2 separate regions of the Sus scrofa genome follow, and region 1 is linked to region 2. A link is a contact called in public HiChIP or PLAC-seq data. All regions are on one chromosome and are shown on one strand. Each heading gives the region's core, a stretch centred on a gene start, on an enhancer-like site or on the middle of the called end of the contact. The rest is flanking DNA. Distances are from core to core; before and after follow the strand shown. Region 1 holds the start of SMG9 (protein SMG9). Region 2 holds the start of ZNF576 (zinc finger protein 576).

Region 1 (6,348 bases), core at 1,969-4,468, 130 kb before region 2:
GTCCTCAGGAATACAAGTCGAGTGGTTTTATTTTTTTCATTTTTTAATAATGATTTTTATTTTTTCCATTATAACTGGTGTTTTTGTTTGTTTTTTTAAGGGCAAAACCCATGGCATATGGAGGTTCCCGGGCTAGGTGTCATTGCTGGTGCCACAGCCACAGCAATGCAGGATCTGAGCTGTGTCTGTGACCTACACCACAGCTCATGGCAACGCTGGATGCTTAACCCACTGATTGAGGCCAGGGATCAAACCTCTGCCTTCGTGGATGCCAGTCAGATTCGTTTCCCCTGAGCCACAATGGAAACTCCACTAGTGGAGTTCTTAACTCACTGAGCCACAAGAGAACTCCAAGAAGTCTTTATAAAACAGACATCGTAACACTCTGGCCCTGGCTTATGATTTCCTGTTGCAGTTGGAAGTAAATTTGAAAGCCTTGACCATGGCCTACAAGACCTCATGCACCCTTCTTTAAAACTAGAGTCCTTTTCCACTCTGCTGAGGCCACTCTGGTCACCTTGATGATTCTTGAACGCCCAGGTTCACTCCCACTTTGGGATCTTTCCACTTGTTCTTCAGCATCTTCCTATGGCTGATTTCCTTACCATCTTTCAGGCCTCTGCTCAAATGTCACCTCCTCAGTGCAGCCTTCCCTGACCACCTTTCACTCTCTGTGACCTGTGTCACTCTCAATTCTCTTATCCTGATTTTTCCTTGCATACATCTTTTACCTGACATCGTCTGCCCTACCAGATCTGCTCCTGGAAGGCAGATGCTCTGTCCTATTCACTATAGGATCTCCAGCCTATATGCACGCCTGGCAGATAACAAGCATTCCATAATTAATTCAACAGATATAAACAAATGCATGAAAGGAACAGAGAAATGAACTGAGACATGAACAGATCCTTTGGTAAATGGCTCTTAAAATTCCCCGTGCATGTGCCCTTTGACCCAGCAATTCTACTTCTAATGAGACAGTCTATTGATGATACCTTCATGTACGTGCAATCAGATGTGCAATCAGGGATATTCACTGTGACAAACGTTTGTAAGAGCAAAGGTCCAGAAACAGCCTAAATGTTTATCAATAGGGAAATGGTTAAATAAAGTATGGGCCATCCCCACAATGGCATGCCATCCCACTAATATAAGGAAAAAGGCAGCTCTCTGGGTGCATGATTGCACCACTGACTCACCGCTAGGCAGGTTGCCTGTTGCCAGGGAAAAAATGTGGGCTCACCCTAGAGTGAGACGAGCTTGGGTTTGAATCCAGGCCCTGATGCTTCCTGGCTTTGGGGACTTCAGTAAGGCCCTTCTTCTCCTGCAGACTCATTTTCTGCATCTGTTAAATGAGGAGGGGAGAAGATTGTAGTGACATCTGTAAACCAGAACCTGGCATACAGTGGGCCCATGGTCCAATGCCAGGCCCCTCCTTTCTTCCCTTAAGTCAAATTTCCACCTCTGAGGGCTGCCCAGAGGTGACAATGACATGGGGGCTAATCTGGGGTTGAAAAACTCAAGAAAGGAAAACAGATGTGACCTAACAGATGAGAATGCGAAAAAGGGACCCTGACAGACATAACACAAAGAGGACCTGTCCTCTGTATTTCCGCCAAACAACCAGAATCTTCTTGAAAATCTATAAACAACAAGACTCTCAACTCAGTCTGTGTGAAGGGATCTGTCACTCAACCTATGACAGTCTGGAGAAATGGTCCCACCTGGCACCTGTGCTGGGAAAAATGGCAGCAGGGATGAGGCCTGGAAGGTAGGTGGCGGTTCAGACTCAACCGTTACCATTATCAGGGTAAACCACAACATAATGAGAACACATAGTGCTACTATGCCCCAGGAACTCTTCTAGGTACTGTCACCCATTTAACTCTACCAGTGTTATCAACCTGGTGCCCTCATCTCCATTTCAGAAACAGGGGCATAGCAGCAGAGAGTTAAGGAACTTGGCCAAGGTCAGCCACCATTTATGTGAACCCAGCCTCAAGCTCTCAACACCAATGCTTTAACAGTAGCTTCAGAAAGAAACTGGGAGGGGAGTTCCCGTTGTGGCGTAGCAGAAACAAATCTGACTAGGAACCCTAAGGTTGTGGGTTCGATCCCTGGCCTCGCTCAGTGGGTTAAGGATCTGGCATTGCCGTCAGCTGTGGTATAGGTTGCAGGCCCGGCTTGGATCTGGTGTTGCTGTGGCTGTGGTGTAGGCTGGCGGCTGTAGCTCCAATTCAACCCCTAGCCTGGGAACCTCCATATGCTGCGGCCCTAAAAAGATAAAAAAATAAATAAATAAACAAAAAGAAAAAGAAACTGGGAAATGGTGCTCTAGGGATGGAATATGGGGACAAGGGTGGAAAGTGGCTTTTATTGTGGACCCTACTGGCTGCTTGAATTTTGTCAGAATGTACAGGTGAGGTGCTCCCTGTCCAAATATAGTTTCAAATGAAAAATAGCCAACGCCCCACTCACCTACATGTCTATGAATATACACAAACTGCTGTCTTCTCTAGTACCACCTGTCAGTCTCAAGGGTAACCCGCCACTAGTGGACTGCGCGTGTGCTCTCTGCACCGGGCCAGGTATTCCTCAACGCCTCACACAGGTTGCACCCTCAGGCGGTTCAAATTTCCACCCGGTCTCCGAAGGGTTTAATACGTGGTCTTGGTATTCATACCAATCGTCGACTCTTGTCCCTTCAGGATCTGACCTGCCCTTGTCTACTGCCTCATCTCCCGCCTCAGTGGAACTCCAATAGTACAAGCCAGTCTGGACCTTCCCCCAGGGTTCCCCCGCCTGGAGGGCCCTTGCCCATCAATTCAAGATCCAACGGCGCCCTGCAATGCCTAAGTAGTTTGATCCACTAGCTGTCTCCCGCCGCAGACCGGGATCTTTTCCAGCACATATGCCAAGTCTGATTCATTCGGCAATCACCGAAATTCCTCACTTGCTGCCCCACCCCACCGCATGCCGCCTACACTCCAGAAGAGGTGGGACTCGAACTCAAAACCTCCAAGACCGCAGCCTCTCCCTCAGCTCTGCCCGCCCACGCACGCCCCTAGAGACGCGCACGCGCACAGAGGAGGAGTCGCCGCGTCCTCCCACCTTCCCTCCGTAATCCGCACGCGTGTTGAGGCCAACCACCTCCATCTGCGCATGCTCAGCCCGGCGCTCACGCTCGATTCTCGCGCGCTCAGTTTGCGGCACATGCGCAGGGGCGGCAGCTGGCGCAACCTGATCTCGGCTTGACCCCGCGATATCTCCTCCGCCTTTTCCTTCCGCGTGCCGGCCTCCCTTGGGTGACGTTTCCGGGTACCCCGATCGGTTCTGGATTGACCGGTGCTTGTTCTCTGCCTCTCTCCCCTCTACGATTCCGGACCCCCTGACTCCATTTACAGGCCGGTGGCTCGTGGTGGAACCCCCTGCCCCCACCCCTATCTCAGAGCGCCCGCACCTCTGCTCCCCAGAAACCAATCGACTAAGGTAAGGGGCCCGCGTGCCCGCGCGCTGCTGGCGCCCCAGCGGGGGGCGGAGCGCGGGGCGGGTTTCGGGGCCCCGCCCCCTCCTGGGCCGCTATTCGGTCGCTCTGATGCCTGGGCGGGTGTGTGTAACTTGAGTGTGGAGCCAAGAGCAACCCATTAAATACCGGGTTGGCGGGAGTTGGGTGGGGAGGATTCAAATGTGTATGTGGGAACTTCAGTTCTGGGAGGCCGTAATAGAGCCTGTAAACTGGCCGTAAATTATTGCGAAGTCTCTCTAGTAACGTGTATAGAGAAACTTCAAGTTCTGGGAATTCTCGTAGAAGGCCTGCAAACGATCCTTAAACACTAGGGAGGACCTTCAAGTACTTCCAGTTACTGTGTAAATAGAAACTAAAGTTCTGGGGTTCCTCGCGGGAAGCCTGTAAACCGTTGTCTAATTATGAGTAAATTCCCTGAGTAAAACATAGATTCAAGTTCCAGGGGAGACTCCATATAAGAGACTAAATATATGTGTAATTGCTAGAGAGTTTTCAGAAAAATAGTGTGGATAGACTCAAGTCCTGGGGAGGGGATGCTTCATTAGACCGTAAATACGGAGTTAGGAATTGGGAGTCTCCCCAAATAACTTGCCAACAGGCACTTAGATTCTGGGAGATCCCCAAAAGGGAGGGATGAAGGGATGCTTAAGTACTGAGGGAGCCTCACAAAGAATTTGTAATTAAGGTTCTTAAATTCTGGAAGGTCACTGTAAGAGATCTGTAAATAAACACAAGTAGACTGGCTTTATACTTCTGGGGGTGGGTAAGCCCCAGAGGAGCCTGGAAACAATATTGGGGGTCTCCAAAATTCTTGTAGGTGGACTCTTAAATTCTGGACAACTCCTGTTAGGGGCTGTGGAATAAACTCAAATACTGTGGAAGTTCCCTGAATAACATGCATGGGAAGGGGCTCCTCTTAGGTTTGTAAACAGACACTTTAGTGCTGGGGCAGAATCCCCAGTGAGACAAGGGAACAGACACTTAATTGCAGGAGAGGGAGGAGTCCCAATTTCTAAGGGGAATAGTCACTAGAAACTGTAAACAATTATTTGCAAATGTGCGGAATGAATCAGTTTGCATGAGCATCTGTAAGCAGCCCTTGCCCTCCTCTGTCTCAGCCTTCTCTTAGGGCTGGGGCGCAGGGGTGCCCAGAAGAGCCGTGGGAGAGGAGCTAGACCAGCTCCTACCTGACTAGCAAAATTTCTACTGCGTGCTCTAAACAGATACTAATGTTCCTGGGAAAGAGTCTCTCACAGGGACCTGTTAATGTCATTACGTAGTGGGGTAGGAAGCAGAGAGATTCATAAAATGATTTGAAGGCACTTAAGAGCTAAGCAGGGAGGAGTTCCCATCATGGCTCAGGGGTTAACGAATCCAACTAGGAACGAAGAGGTTGCAGGTTCAATCCCTGACCTCGCTCAGTGCGTTAAGGATCCAGCATCGCCTGAGCTGTGGTGTAGGTCGCAGAATCGGCTCGGATCCCGCGTGGCTGTGGCTGTGGTGTAGGCCGGCAGCTACAGCTCCAATTCGACTCCTAGCCTGGGAACCTCCATATGCCGTGGGAGCGGCCCAAGAAATGGCAAAAAGACAAAAAAAAAAAAGAGCTAAGCAGGGAGTTCCCATTGTGGCTCAGCGGTAATCAACCCGACTAGGCTCGGTAATCAACCCGACTAGGATCCATGAGGACGCAGGTTTGTTCCCTGGCCTCCTTCAGTGGGTTAAGGATCTGGTGTTGCCACAAGCTGTGGTGTAGGTCACAGACACGGCTCGGATCTGGCGTTGCTCTGACTATGGTGTAGGCCGGCAGCTGCAGCTCTGATTCAACCCCTAGCCTGGGAACTTCCAAAAGCCACGGTGCGGCCCTAAAAGAAATAAAAATTAAAAAAAAAAAAAAAAAGAGCTAAGCAAAGGTCAGCAAACTTTTTTTGTAAAGATCCAGAGAGTAATTATCTTAGACTCTGCAGGTCATACTGTCTCTGTCTCCACTATTCAACTCTGCCATTGTATCGAGAAGGCAGGGCCATAGGAGCTCTCGCTGTGGTGCAACAGGATTGGTGCTGTCTTGGGAGTGCTGGGACACAGGTTCGATCCCCGGCCTGGTATGGTGGGTTAATGATCCACAGCTGTGACTTAGATTGAGCCTGCGGCTTGAACCTGATCCCTGGCCCAGGAGCTCAATATGCCACGGGGCAGCCAAAAATGAAGAAAAAAAAAAAAAAAAGGCAGTCACAGACAATTTATTATTTATTTATTGCTTTTTAGGGCCACACCTGAGGCATATGGAGGTTCCCTGGCTAGGGGTCAAATTGGAACTACAGCTGCCAGCCTATGCCACAGTCACAGCAATGCAGGATCCCAGCCACGTCTGCTATCTACACCACCGCTCACAGCAGTGCCAGATCCTTAACCCACTGAGCGAGGCTGGGGATCGAACCCACAACCTCATGGCTCATAGTTGATTCGTTTCCGCTGTGCCACAACGAGAACTCTTGACAGTTTATAAATTGATGGATATGGCCATGTTCAATAAAAATTTATTTCCTGAAACGGAAGAAAAACCAAATTTGGTCCATAGACTACAGTTTGCCAGTTTGACCTCTGAGCCATAGCATTTGGCCTTATGCTCCTGCAAACAGGCTACTTCCCTGGAAGGGAGTGTAACCAGCTGGGGAACCTCCCTAGGGACCTATAAACAGCGAGTTCAGTGGTAGGGAGTGAGTCATATAGGTAAACTGATATTTTATAATGTCTTAGATTAAACATCGGTGAGACCTTGGAGTGTGAGGGATGGCAGACCATCAGGAATGGGAGGTAAGATGCCG
Region 2 (6,293 bases), core at 160-2,659:
TGCATAGGGCCTGTTAGGAAGACTCAAGGAGATAACGGGTTAAACTCTTAGAATGGGCCCAGCACATAACAGGCAATCAAGTAGGAGCTGTTGCTGTTACCCTGTGTCAGACCGGCTAACTTCATTAATGCCAGGCTTTTCCCTTTTTCTGCTCATTCTCACACCAACCCTGTGAGGTAGTTAGCAACATACCTCTTGATAGGGCAACAAGAGGCTTGAGCCACACTGCAAGTCTGGGGCAGAGTTGGGACTGGAGCTTACTGTCCCTTCTTAGCCACTTCTCCCACCCCAAGCCTCTCTGGATGCCACTTTGCCTCTGAGCTGCAGCCCATGCATGCTTATGTGGACAGAGCAGTGTGGGTATCTCTGAGGGTAATAAGAGTAAGGGCAGGGAGTGGCAGGTCCTGGTAGGGCAGCTCATGGGTCATTACAGCTCCTTCCCAACAGGCAAGTCCCTGCAAAGCCTTGGACACTGAAATGCTGTAGAAATCCTTTTAGCATCAGCTCCTGCACCCACCCTCCTCTGGTCAGCAGGACTCACAGTTGTCACCACCTGGATTTGGGGCACTTCTCTCCTTGGACGAATCCTGCTGCTCCGTGGTCACTTTGGAGTGTGGGACCTCCAGAGGATCCTGCTGCTCCATGATGACTGGGATCCCCCTGGTTAAGAGAGGGACATGCATGACAGAATAGTAAGTCAAATGAAGTCGCTCATCTCTAGCTAGCCTTAGAGGGCCCGCTAATCCTATGACCTTTGACAGGCTCTTTGCCAGCCTTTGCCCCCCAGGAGATACCATCTTAAATTGTAACCGGATGGAGTTTTCGCTAGACAAGATTCAATCTTCCCCAAAGATTAAACTTGCTGGGTTTGTGACTCCCCTTAGAGCCTTCTCATTTGCTTGAGATCTCTGACCTATGCCTCGTATGTCAAACTCCCTCCCTGAGCTCAGAGCGTGGGACCCTTGACCTTTGACCCTAGCCTCATCCCCCTTTCATCCCACGTGACTTGAGGCATGTGGTGGTACCCACGGTTTAGCCCGCCTCCTTTCGGGAAACATCTTTCTCCGACATCCCGAAACCCTTGTTCCACCCAGAGGCCCCTCTTTCCCACGCGCGCGCTCAGCCGCTGTGTCCCGCTGCCGCCAAAGCTGCGAGAAGCCCAGGGCTCCGCTTTTCTCCAGACACCAGAGGGCTGCCTTTCGTTGTGCCTGTCAGTCACTCGTCACAGCGCCGCCACCCGAAGGGAAGCGGGGTAGGGCCCACCGAGTCTAAAGTCCCGGTGGTTTCCACGGCCTTTCGCCTGATGAGCCTTTCAAAGCCGAGGTCCCCGATCGCCATCCGGCAGCAGTGCAGTCGCACCAACCCGGTCCTCAAAATAATGGGCGAGGTCCTTCTCTGCATTGGGGTGCGTAATGATGACGTTGCAAGCCATTCATGCCGTAAAGACCTAAGCTTATTGCACAAGTGTGTTAGATGTTCCTGGTGCGCACGCGCTCTCGTTCCCTCATTGTTCAAGGCCCGGCGGCTGCAGAGTTAGAGAAGGAACATTCTTCCGCCGATCTGCGCAGGCGCTGCCAAGGGCCGTGTCCCTGAGGTCACGCTTGCGAGACACGCCCCCTCCTGAAAGGAATGACATCAGGTTAGAGCCCCCGGAACGGGTCTGGACGTCCCCAATTTCTGGCGCTCTAGCCTCCTCGGCCTCCGTCCCCGGACCACAGGGGCGGGGCTTCTCAGCGGCTGACCGGCTGCTACGGACTGCGCTCTCCCGTGTGACCTCGCTGTTTGTTCGGTTGGTGATTGGAAGGGAAGAGTGAGAGATTAAAAACATTTGTGTCCCTGAAGGAGGAGGAGGCTGGTGGCCGGTTTCTCAATTTTTGAAGCAGAAAGGGAAACATCCAGAAAGGGCGGCCACCACTCCCGGATCCCTGGGGAATAGGGCCCGGGAGCGAGGTTTTTAGGTGCATGGGTGTGATAACCGAGAACGAAAGAAGGGTACAGGATGAAAGGCTGAAATCTGAGACCAGAGTGGGGCGGCTAGGAAAGAAAAAGGTTGAATGCTTCCTGACCCAGGTCTTGTCTCCTTGCTTTCTAGCTATGCCTTCGCCACGGGGTGATGTGACCGTCTTGTTCCTGGGGCCTCCGGGCTCGGGAAAGTCTGCGCTGATTGCAGCGCTGTGCGACAAGGATGTGGAGACTATAGAAATCCCCGACAAGCGTCCGGATTCCGGGCTCCCCAGCCTTCGAGCTGCGGGCCCAGGCCTCTTCCTGGGTGAGCTGAGCTGCCCACCCGCAGCGCCGGGGCCCTGGGCGGCGGAAGCCAACGTGCTGGTACTGGTGCTGCTCGGCCCCGAGGGGAATGGGGAGCCCTTGGCCCCAGCGCTGGGGGAGGCAGCGCGGGCCGCCCTGGCCCGAGGGACGCCGCTGCTGGCTGTTAGGAATCTTGGCCCTGGGGAGTCACAGAATGAAGCCCAGGCCCGGGATCAGACAGCGGCCCTGCTGGACAGCGCCGGTTTGGGCGCCGCGGCTCTCTTCGTGCTACCGACCGACTGCCGCAGCAGCGAGGGCTCCGAGGAACTGGAGCGTCTGCGGACGGCGCTGCGGAGCCAGGCGGAGGCGCTGCAGAGGTGAGCGTGGCGTTTCAGGGTGGGTTGCAGAGGCCTGGGGCTTTATTGAGTCTACACCTCCCACCCCTAAGATGCTCCTTGAGGTCTGCGAGACCCCACCTCCAGCGCATTTTGAGCCAGCCTTAACAGAATATCTGTTGGAAGCCCTGTTCCCTTGTCTGGGTCCTGCCTTTTAGCGCTGGTTTTGAGGTCTGTGAGGCTCCACCCCAAACTAGCACCCTTTTTTGTCATCTGGGCTCCATCCCAGCCAAGGGTCAGCTAGGTGTTCTGACTTGTCATCCAGGTTCTGCCTCCTGTGAGCGCTCTCTGAGGTCACAAGTCCCTCTCCCGAGAGAATTCGAGGAGAGCCCAGGACCTAGCACCCAAATACTACCCCAGGCCAAAGTGTGAAGAGGGCTCGCCATCGCCCTATAAGCTGGTAATTCCTTCCCATATTTTACCGGAAGACTCTGCTTTCTAGTCTTCACCCTCCTCTCCACCATCTGCTTGGTTCTCAAAGATTTCAGTCTCTGGAAAGCCACGGCCTCAGCGAGCTTTGTCGTTTTGGGGGCCTTCCCCCACTTCCTTTCTCTAACCCCTCTCTCCACTTGCTGGCTACTTTGTAAATTTTCTCCACCCACCCGGGAGACATCAAAAAGAGATGGACTCAGGGAGGGGCAGCCTCTTCTCTGGGCCAGGCCCACCACTCATCTGTTTTCCTTAGTCACACCCCTTTGATAAAAACTAGATGCGGCTTCTCCCCTCCCTGGTGTTTTTTTTCTTTCTTTCTTTCTTTTTTTTTTTTTAATGGCTACACCTGAGGCATATGGATGTTCCCAGCCTAGGAGTCGATTTGGAGCTGCAGCTGCTGGCCTCTGCCACAGCCACACCAGATCCAAGCCACATCTGCGACCTGTACCACGGCTCCCATCAATGCTGGATCCTTAACTCACTGAGTGAGTCCAGGGATTGAACCCACATCCTCATGGATACTAGTTGGATTTATTACCACTGAGCCATAATGGGAACTCCTCCCCTCACTGGTCCTGACATCCCTTCCTACACCTACTCTCAGTAAAGAGCTCCCTTGCCTGTCCTTCCCTCCTTCCTCTCTCTCTCTCTCCTTCCCTTCCTTCCTTCCTTCTTTCCTTCTTTCCTTCCCTGCACCTGTGGCATGCAGAAGTTCCTGGGCCAGCAATGGCATCTGAGCCACAGCAGTGAGGATGCTGCATCCTTAACCAAGTGAGCCACCAGGGAAGGCCTCAATTTTCATTTACAGTCCTGATTCTGTCTTTGCTCCAAGCTTCACTCTGAGTTTTGTCCCACCGGCACAGTCTTTTCTTAATCCTGCAGGTTTCTCAGAAAGCCTCCCTCCTAAAGGATGTAACCCTAGGGAAGTGTAACTCCCAGAGTGTAACCCCAGCCTGGTCCCAATCCACCTCTCCTGCCTCCTCTTTTTTCTTTTCTTTTTTTTTTTTTTTTGTCTTTCTGCCTTTTCTTGGGCTGCTCCTGAGGCATATGGAGGTTCCCAGGCTAGGGGTCGAATCGGAGCTGCAGCCACCGGCCTACACCAGAGCCACAGCAACATGAGATCCAAGCCTTGTCTGCAGCCTACACCACAGCTCAGGGCAACGCTGGATCCTTAACAGGCTGAGCGAGGCCAGAGATCGAACCCACAACCTCATGGCTCCCAGTCGGATTCGTTAACCACTGCGCCACAATGGGAACTCCTCTCCCACCTCCTCTTTAAGCGCCTCTCTTTTCTTCATAGCCCTGGTTTCTATTTTCTGTGCCATTAGTCTGGCCTTTCCTTCTTCATTGAAAAGTTCCACCTTGGTCATGATAGCCCAGCTTCTGCACTTGACCCTGTCGCTCCCTGTCCCCACAGGCTCCTACCACCGGCTCAGGATGGCTTCGAGGTGCTGGGCGCAGCAGAGTTGGAGGCTGTACGTGAGGCCTTCGAGACCGGTGGCCTGGAGGCGGCGCTGTCATGGGTTCGAGCCGGCCTGGAGCGACTGGGCAGCGCACGCCTGGACCTGGCGGTGGCTGGTAGGGCTGACATGGGCCTTGTGCTGAACGTGCTTCTTGGGTTAGATACTGACGACCCAGGTGCAGTGCCTGCCTCAGTGCCTGAGAGTCCCACTTCCTATCCGGCCCCAGAGCGCCCCAATGTGGTGCTCTGGACCGTGCCTCTGGGCTCCATGGGCACTGCTGCCGTCCCACACCCGACCCACTACGACGCTGTCATTCTCGTCACCCCTGGGGCCCCCACCGAGAAGGACTGGGCCCAGGTCCGGCCCTTGGTGCTACCGGATACACCGCTGGTCTGCGTGCGAACAGACGGCAAGGGCGAGGATCCAGAGTCTCTGGGAGAGGAGGAAAAGACGGAGAAGCCCCGCGGCGAGAGCTTAGAGAACGCAGGTGGAGGAGGGGGTAAAAATGCACGCAGTGAGGGGAGGGAGACCCCTGGCACTGGGTCGCAGAAAGCAGGCTGTGGGGAAGGTTCCAGCAGCGAAAGTTTGCAGCCGATTGCCGTTGGCGCAACGAAAGCGGGCAGCGGGGACTCTGAGCGCACAGCGCCAGTGAGCCCAGAGGACGAGGCGTGGGAGGTCCTGGAGGAGGCGCCCCCGCCGGTGTTCCCGCTGCGGCCGGGCGGGCTCCCCGGGCTGTGCGAGTGGCTGCGGCGCGCTCTCCCCCCGGCCCAGGCGGGGGCTCTGCTGCTGGCGTTGCCCCCGGCATCTCCCCAGGCGGCCCGAACCAAGGCTGCGGCGCTGCGGGCAGGGGCGTGGAGGCCGGCCCTGCTGGCTAGCCTGGCTGCGGCGGCAGCCCCGGTGCCAGGACTGGGCTGGGCGTGCGACGTGGCACTCCTGCGCGGTCAGCTGCGGAGTGGCGGCGAGCGCTGGGGCTCGAACCCGCGGCGCTGGCACGTCGGGAGCGAGCCCTGGGCCTCGCGCCCGGGGAGCTATCCGAGCGGACGCGCTTCCCCGGTCCCGTGACTCGCGCCGAAGTGGAAGCTAGGCTGGGTTCGTGGGCGGGCGAGGGCACCGCCGGGGGTGCGGCGCTGGGCGCGCTCTCCTTCCTGTGGCCTGCGGGTGGCGCGGCGGCCACTGGCGGCCTGGGCTACCGCGCGGCGCATGGCGTCTTGCTGCAGGCGCTGGACGAGATGCTGGCCGACGCCGAGGCAGTGCTGGCACCGCATGTGCCCACGCAGTGAGCGCTGAGTTGAGGGCCAGGGCTTCCCGGGTGCCCTGTGTGCAGGCCACTCGGCTCTGTCAGGGGCTGAACACTCAAATCCGGGTTAGAGGGAGAGGGCATGGGGGTTCGGACTCTAGCATGGGACGTCTGGGCCTGCGAGATAACTCAGAATCCTGGGTGCTTGAACCGGAGGAGGGCTCTGACTGCTGGTGGGAGGTGTGACTTCCTGGGTCCTGAAGGGGAATAGAATTTGGGGGATAGGACTCCTGATTTCTCTGGGAACCAGAGGCTGTGATCCTTAGGCTCCTGAACTCCTAAAGGGAGTTGAGGGCTTGGACTCCTACAAAGGGGTATATCTGGTCTCCAAAAAGTAGAAACCCGCCAGAGGGAGTGGAAGCTCTGATTCCTGATGAAGGGGGTCTCCATCACCCTAGGAGTCTGGCATGGAGGAGGGGGCCTGGGTTCCCCAGGGACCTGGGAACCTTGGACTTCTGA

What was found. HiChIP or PLAC-seq counts read pairs in DNA pulled down with a chosen protein or histone mark.
Region 1: an H3K27ac HiChIP or PLAC-seq map of alveolar macrophages shows a contact between it and region 2. The contact joins the promoter of SMG9 here to the promoter of ZNF576 in region 2. A contact is called at or near these places in 1 of 5 promoter capture datasets (liver), 3 of 47 Hi-C or Micro-C datasets (embryonic fibroblasts, heart right ventricle and skeletal muscle) and 1 of 2 datasets of contacts at active chromatin or transcription factors (alveolar macrophages).

The regions. Positions count from the first base shown.
Region 1 is chr6:50,566,617-50,572,964 of Sscrofa11.1, reverse strand. It overlaps SMG9 (protein SMG9), which reads left to right and starts at 3,218. Exons shown (of 15, transcript XM_013988666.2): 1 at 3,218-3,489; 2 at 6,281-6,337. The coding sequence starts at 6,314. LOC102166702 (a long non-coding RNA gene) reads right to left here and starts at 3,483. Exons shown (of 3, transcript XR_298578.3): 1 at 3,112-3,483; 2 at 1,200-1,345.
Region 2 is chr6:50,437,296-50,443,588 of Sscrofa11.1, reverse strand. ZNF576 (zinc finger protein 576) reads right to left here and starts at 1,409. Exons shown (of 3, transcript XM_005655924.3): 1 at 1,264-1,409; 2 at 554-660. The coding sequence starts at 644. It overlaps IRGQ (immunity-related GTPase family Q protein), which reads left to right and starts at 1,483. Exons shown (of 4, transcript XM_005655925.3): 1 at 1,483-1,639; 2 at 2,093-2,624; 3 at 4,492-5,480; 4 at 5,483-6,293. The coding sequence starts at 1,630. The coding sequence ends at 5,817.